2 separate regions of the Rattus norvegicus genome follow, and region 1 is linked to region 2. A link is a contact called in public Hi-C data. All regions are on one chromosome and are shown on one strand. Each heading gives the region's core, a stretch centred on a gene start, on an enhancer-like site or on the middle of the called end of the contact. The rest is flanking DNA. Distances are from core to core; before and after follow the strand shown.

Region 1 (2,700 bases), core at 66-2,565, 56 kb after region 2:
AAAACCAAAACCAAACCAAAGCAGGTAAGCGACAAGCCAAACAGCAAAGCAGCTGTTGCAACAATAACAAATTCTCACCGTTTCCCCTCTGGGCATGCTGAGCGAGCCTTGCCTGGTAGGTTATCGCCAGGAAAGCAGTCGGTCTCTCGAGTTAAGTAGGAAGTGAGGGTGCCTGCGTGCTTCTAATCGGTGTTTCTCTGCTTCCCTAATTTGACCCACTATAGTTCTTCAGAAGCTAATTTTGTTTTTAAGATAAAGCCCCTTGTCTTTTTTTTTTTTTTAAGATTTATTTTATTCATATGAGTACACAGTAGCTGCCTTCAGACACACCAGAAGAGGGCATCAGATCCCATTGCAGATGGTTGTGAGCCACCATATGGTTGCTGGGAATTGAACTCAGGGCCTCGGGAAGAGCAGTCAGTGCTCTTAACCGCTGAGCTGTCTCCAGCCCCCTTCAGAAGCTAACTGAATCTATTTCTTGCAACAGGCTTTCACATAATCCCAGACCGGCTTTGAACTTTTGAACCTCTGATCTCCTGGTTTCTGCAGAGCTTGAGATGGAACTTGGGCTTCAGGCATGTTAGGCAGGTTATCTGTCAAGTGAGCAGCGTCCCCAATTCCTTCTCTGCCCCATTGTTTTATAGAGTTAGCTGCAGTGGGCTTCATTAAAATAATTCCAACTAGGGCTGGGGATATGGCTCAGTGGGTAAAGGTGCTTGCTGCCAAGTCTGACAGCCTGAGTTTAATGCTTCGGACCCATGTGATGGAAGGAGAGAACCAACTCCTGAAGGTTAATGTGACCATCTCCCCCCCAAAAACAAATTTTTTTTTAATTTAAAATAATTCTAACCAGCCTAGCATCGGCTTTGTTTTTGTTTTGTTCTGTTCTAAGTGCTTGGGGGTAGTAGGACTCAGGCTTCCACGCACACTAGGCGATATAAGCAGAAGTCCCCAGGGGGAACACATTCATGATTTCCTCAAACGCACCATTTTCAGTGACATAACCATGCCTAGAGTCCTGTCTCCTGCTCACCCTTTAGTGGACTTTTCTTTTTTCCATGTGAGTCAAACTAGAAAAATATTAGCTGGACGAATGACTGGAAGGTGCTTTCATTCACGTGGCTTTCTGCTTGTACGCAGCTTCTTGCCTCACAGACTGGCTGCTCCTCGGAGAAATACTCAGCCGCCTCTGGCAAGCTGAGGCGGTGACAGTGAACATGGTTTGTGTTCCTTGTGCACGGCCCAGAGGCCTGCAGGAGCCCTCTCTCCTTAGCTGCAGGGAATGTTGGACTGAGGCTCACTGGCACTGCTCTTTCCTGAGTCTGCCCCTCTCCAGGCAGGCCAGGCCTTGATGCCGGGACGCGGAGTCCCAATCTCCTGTTTCAGTGTGAGCAGACTCTGAATGCCATTTCAGCCCCAGGCTCTGCTCCATCTTGTCCTCTTCGCTTCCCACGAGCTCTCTAATTTAAACCTCCCACAAGCAACCCTCTGTCGCAGAATCTTTTTCCCTGGGAACCCCAGCTAAAACATGAGTCTTTTTCTCTTTCCTGTTGAAAAAAAAAAAAGCTATGTCAGCTGTGTGTGCCCAGAAGCTTAAGCCTCCACAGAGTACTCCTCCATCACCAGCAAGAGCTGGTTTTCTCCTAAAGCAGGCACAGGGTGCACACCGGCAATCCCAGCCCCAGGATGGGAAGAAGGCAGAAGCATCAGACGGTTTAGGTCGGCCTTGGAATATAGTGAGTTTGAGGCTAACCGAAGCTATGTGGGACCCTGTCTCAAAACTATTTTTAAACTTCTATTCTTATTCTCAAAAACAGTGTTAGGTCTAGAGTTATTTTTTTTTTTAGATTTATTCATTTATTTTATATATAAGTACACTGTAGCTGTCTTCAGATACACCAGAAAAGAGCATCGGATCTCATTACAGATGGTTGTGAGCCACCATGTGGTTGCTGGGAATTGAACTCAGGACCTCTGGAAGAGCAGTCTGTGCTCTTAACCGCTGAGCCATCTCTCCAGCCCCTAGAGTTATTTTATACTTAGCTTTTGTCTTTGACTGTGTGTGTGTGTGTGTGTGTGTGTGTGTGTGTGTGTGTAGTCACACACATGTGAATACAGGTTCCTGGAGGATGGAGGGAAGGGTGTCACACCCCTTGGAGCCAGTCACTATGATCTGGGTTTGGGGACATGCAGAACTTGAGTTCTGCTACTTGCAAGAGAAGTACACTTTTTTCTCTCTCGGGCCCGTTTAATATTTTGTTTTGTTTAAGATGGAGGTCTCTCCACACAGCTCTGGCTGTCCTGGAACTCACTATGTAGACCAGGTTACCTCTGCCTCCTGGGTGCTGGTATTAAAACAAGTACATAATCATGCCCAGCCCCGATTAATACTTGTCAAGCCCCACTTACATTTCTTTAAGATAGTAAAACTAGATGCTGGAGAGATGGCTCAGCAGTTGAAAACACTGTTCCCTCTTCCAGAGGCCCTGACTCCAGCTCCCAGAACCCAACTCAGTCTGGTTCTGATCTTGCATAACTCTTAGTTCCAGGAGGTCTGACAGCTCTAGCTCCACAGGCAACTGCACTCACATGCACATATCCCACACATGTGCACACACACAGGCGCATACGTGTCCGCGCACACACACAAAATGAATTTCAAAATGGATATAAAAGACAGTATAACCGCATCACATTGTG
Region 2 (2,700 bases), core at 127-2,626:
CCTTCCACAAACAGCATTCAAAATCTCTCTGCACTTAATACGTGTCTAATGAGTATGCTGGGTAAACAGTGACGTTAAACCACCAAGGTCCCCTCCCTCAAAGTTCAGAACGCTCCCTAACTCACAGAGATAGATTCAAGACCATGCCACAGCCCCTCAAAAGCACATACACTTCTTTACTCCTACTACATAGAAAGATAGACCTCAAAATATACCCCAAACATCTTTCTCAATTATTTTCAAAGAAGAGGAGAAATCGGGTCTGCTAAGAAACAGAAATTTGTAACCCAACTGCTCTCAAAAATTCCACATCTCAAAGGTACTGCCTGCAAAACTGTCAAGAATGACTGACTAGTTATCGCTAGTTTACATGGGAGGGGGGAGTCAAAAACTTGCCTAGCATTCTTTCCAAGAGTCCTTTATCCGAGTCAAGAAGCTATGTGCCTAATCTTACTAGTAGGAATAGCTTCGTGTGGTGTTTTGAGATTCATTCATTACATCAGTATTTTACTGAGCATGTATTATGCGGTAAGACATTTGATAAAGCATTTAATTTTCTCTTTTTCTTTGTGGCGGGTGGGAGTACTGGGGAACTGAACCACTCTGGGCCTCCTACATTCAAGGCAAGTTCCCCACCACTAAGCTGTACTCCCAGGCCCAGAATGTTTCAGTTCTGCGCTCTGCACATCACCACCAAACTCCTCCAGGAAAGCTCAGCAGCAGCAATCACGGCTGCTAACGCGGAATTCCCAGGGTTGCCCGAAATCAACCGGCATGGGGCTGCTCCTCAGCTCGAAACGCGACGTCAGTGAGCCGCTACCTACCACACCCGTTAGTAATGCTCACCACCGTAGATGGGATCTCCCGGTGCAACAACCTGTAAGAGTCGCCGGAGCGACTGCAAAGCAGTGGCCGGGCTTCCTTTCCCGGGGTCCCGGGGTCCCGGGGAGGCCGGGCGGGAGTCGGAATCCCGGAGTCCAGCCGCTCCGCGCCGGTCCAGACTGGCCGGGATGCTGACTGGGGGAGGGGTCCGTAGCGCCTCCCCCATCGGGAAGGTGCAAGCTACAGTGGAAACTGGCCTCACGGAGAATGAAGAGAACCATTGCCGGTCCTCGCGTGAGGACCTCGCCCAGACTGGAAAATGGAGCCGCCGCAGCCTCAGCCCTCAGCCCCAGTCCGCTGCCCAAGTCCGCAGCGCGGAGAGGCCCGGGCCCTCAGCCTTCCGAGCCGCGGCTCTGTACTTGGCGCCTCGAGCGGCAGGGCCATCGCGGGGCCCTCTCCCACACTCACCGTCGCCTTTGTCTCCGCCGCCTGCTCCAGTCGCGCGGCTCCGAGCGCCGGCTCCGAAGCTCCTAGGATCTCCACACGCCAGCAGCTGCGCTCCCGGCTTCGGGCTCCGCCCTCCCGCCTAGTCTCTGGCGCGCAGAGGCGGAGCCACAAACTGTGTGTGCGGCTGCGCGGATACTCCCCCGCTACAGGGACCCGCCCATTCTCTCCCAGTAGGCGGGCTGGTCGCTGTGAAGCGCCGCCCATCGAGGGAGTGGCGAGACCTAGGGGATGCGAAGCGCGCACAGAGTGACCGCTGGGTGGGCGATGGGGAAGATGGAGGCCGGGGCCTCGCACCACAACACCTTGCTATCTGGATCCGGCCATAGACGCGCCCGGGCAAGCGAGGGCGCTGCTAGGCAGAGCTGGCTAGCACCAGATGTCTCTCAGTAGCAGTCGAAGAAAACTATTTGTCCAAACGCTTAGATCATGCTACTTTTAAGGAATCAGAATCACTGACTCATTGGAGAGCCAAGAATATCCACCTAGCATTTGAAAAGTGTCCGGTGTGTCTCTGTGACTTCTTGTGGGATCGGTTTTGGTTTTAGTTTTGGTTTGTCATTGTTTGAGAGAGGGTCTTTTTGTAGCCCAGACTGGCCTCCAACTCACCATATAGCTAAGGGTGGTCTGGATCTTGTGCCTCCATCTCCCGAGTGCTGGGATGACAAGTGTCACATGCCTAAAGACTTTTGTAGTAGAATCCTGGCTGACCTGGATCTCACAGCAGTCCTCCTAACTCAGCCACCACATTCTGTCTTACGACTACATTAGCTGTACACTTTACCTACCCAGAAGCAAGGAACAAATGGGTGTCTTTCCACTGGAATCTAGCCGCACATACTCAGACAGGGAGCTGCGTGACCATCACGATTGGTAGGCTTTTTTCTAGGAGTTCAATCCCAAAACTGGAGTATTCCTTGGTTCCTCCAATTCTCAATATTGCATCTGTCCATAAGGGTAATTGGTACGGTTCATTCGAAATAAAATCAGACTGTTCACCTACATTGTTTCTATCATCCGTGGCCTCAGTCGTACTTCCAGTGGGTTTCTTAAATGGCCTCCCTAACCACCATCAACAAACTGTGTTGTCAAAACAACAGGGAAAATATCCTCCCACAAAGAGAGTCAGCTCATGTCTCATCTGATCAAAATCCACCAGTGTTCCAGTTACTGTAGAAGATAAGATCTTTACAATGGCTGACAAAGTCCCTGAGATTTTTTATTTTCCCCTGTAGGTCTCAGAATTCATCCCCAACCTCACTGATGCTTGCAAAGTCCAGACTGCACTCAGGGACTAGGACATTCTTTAATGTCTACCTTCACCCCTCAACTCCACTCAGATCTTTGACAATGACACTTAGCCTAAACCCACTA

The links. A called contact is a pair of places that touch in the nucleus more often than the background predicts.
Region 1: a Hi-C map of frontal cortex shows a contact between it and region 2, with 2.5 times the contacts expected there. The contact joins the enhancer-like site here to the promoter of Cdc42se2 in region 2. A contact is called at or near these places in 3 of 12 Hi-C or Micro-C datasets (the A7r5 cell line, frontal cortex and prefrontal cortex).

Annotation. Positions count from the first base shown.
Region 1 is chr10:39,459,971-39,462,670 of GRCr8, forward strand. No RefSeq gene overlaps it. Among named protein-coding and RNA genes, the nearest start is that of Lyrm7, 23 kb to the right of the region's middle. Within about 2 kb of position 1,316, at least 25 of the 93 cell types and tissues checked have an H3K27ac peak or open chromatin away from gene starts, as enhancers often do.
Region 2 is chr10:39,404,396-39,407,095 of GRCr8, forward strand. Cdc42se2 (CDC42 small effector 2) reads right to left here and starts at 1,377. Exons shown (of 6, transcript NM_001126089.2): 1 at 1,291-1,377.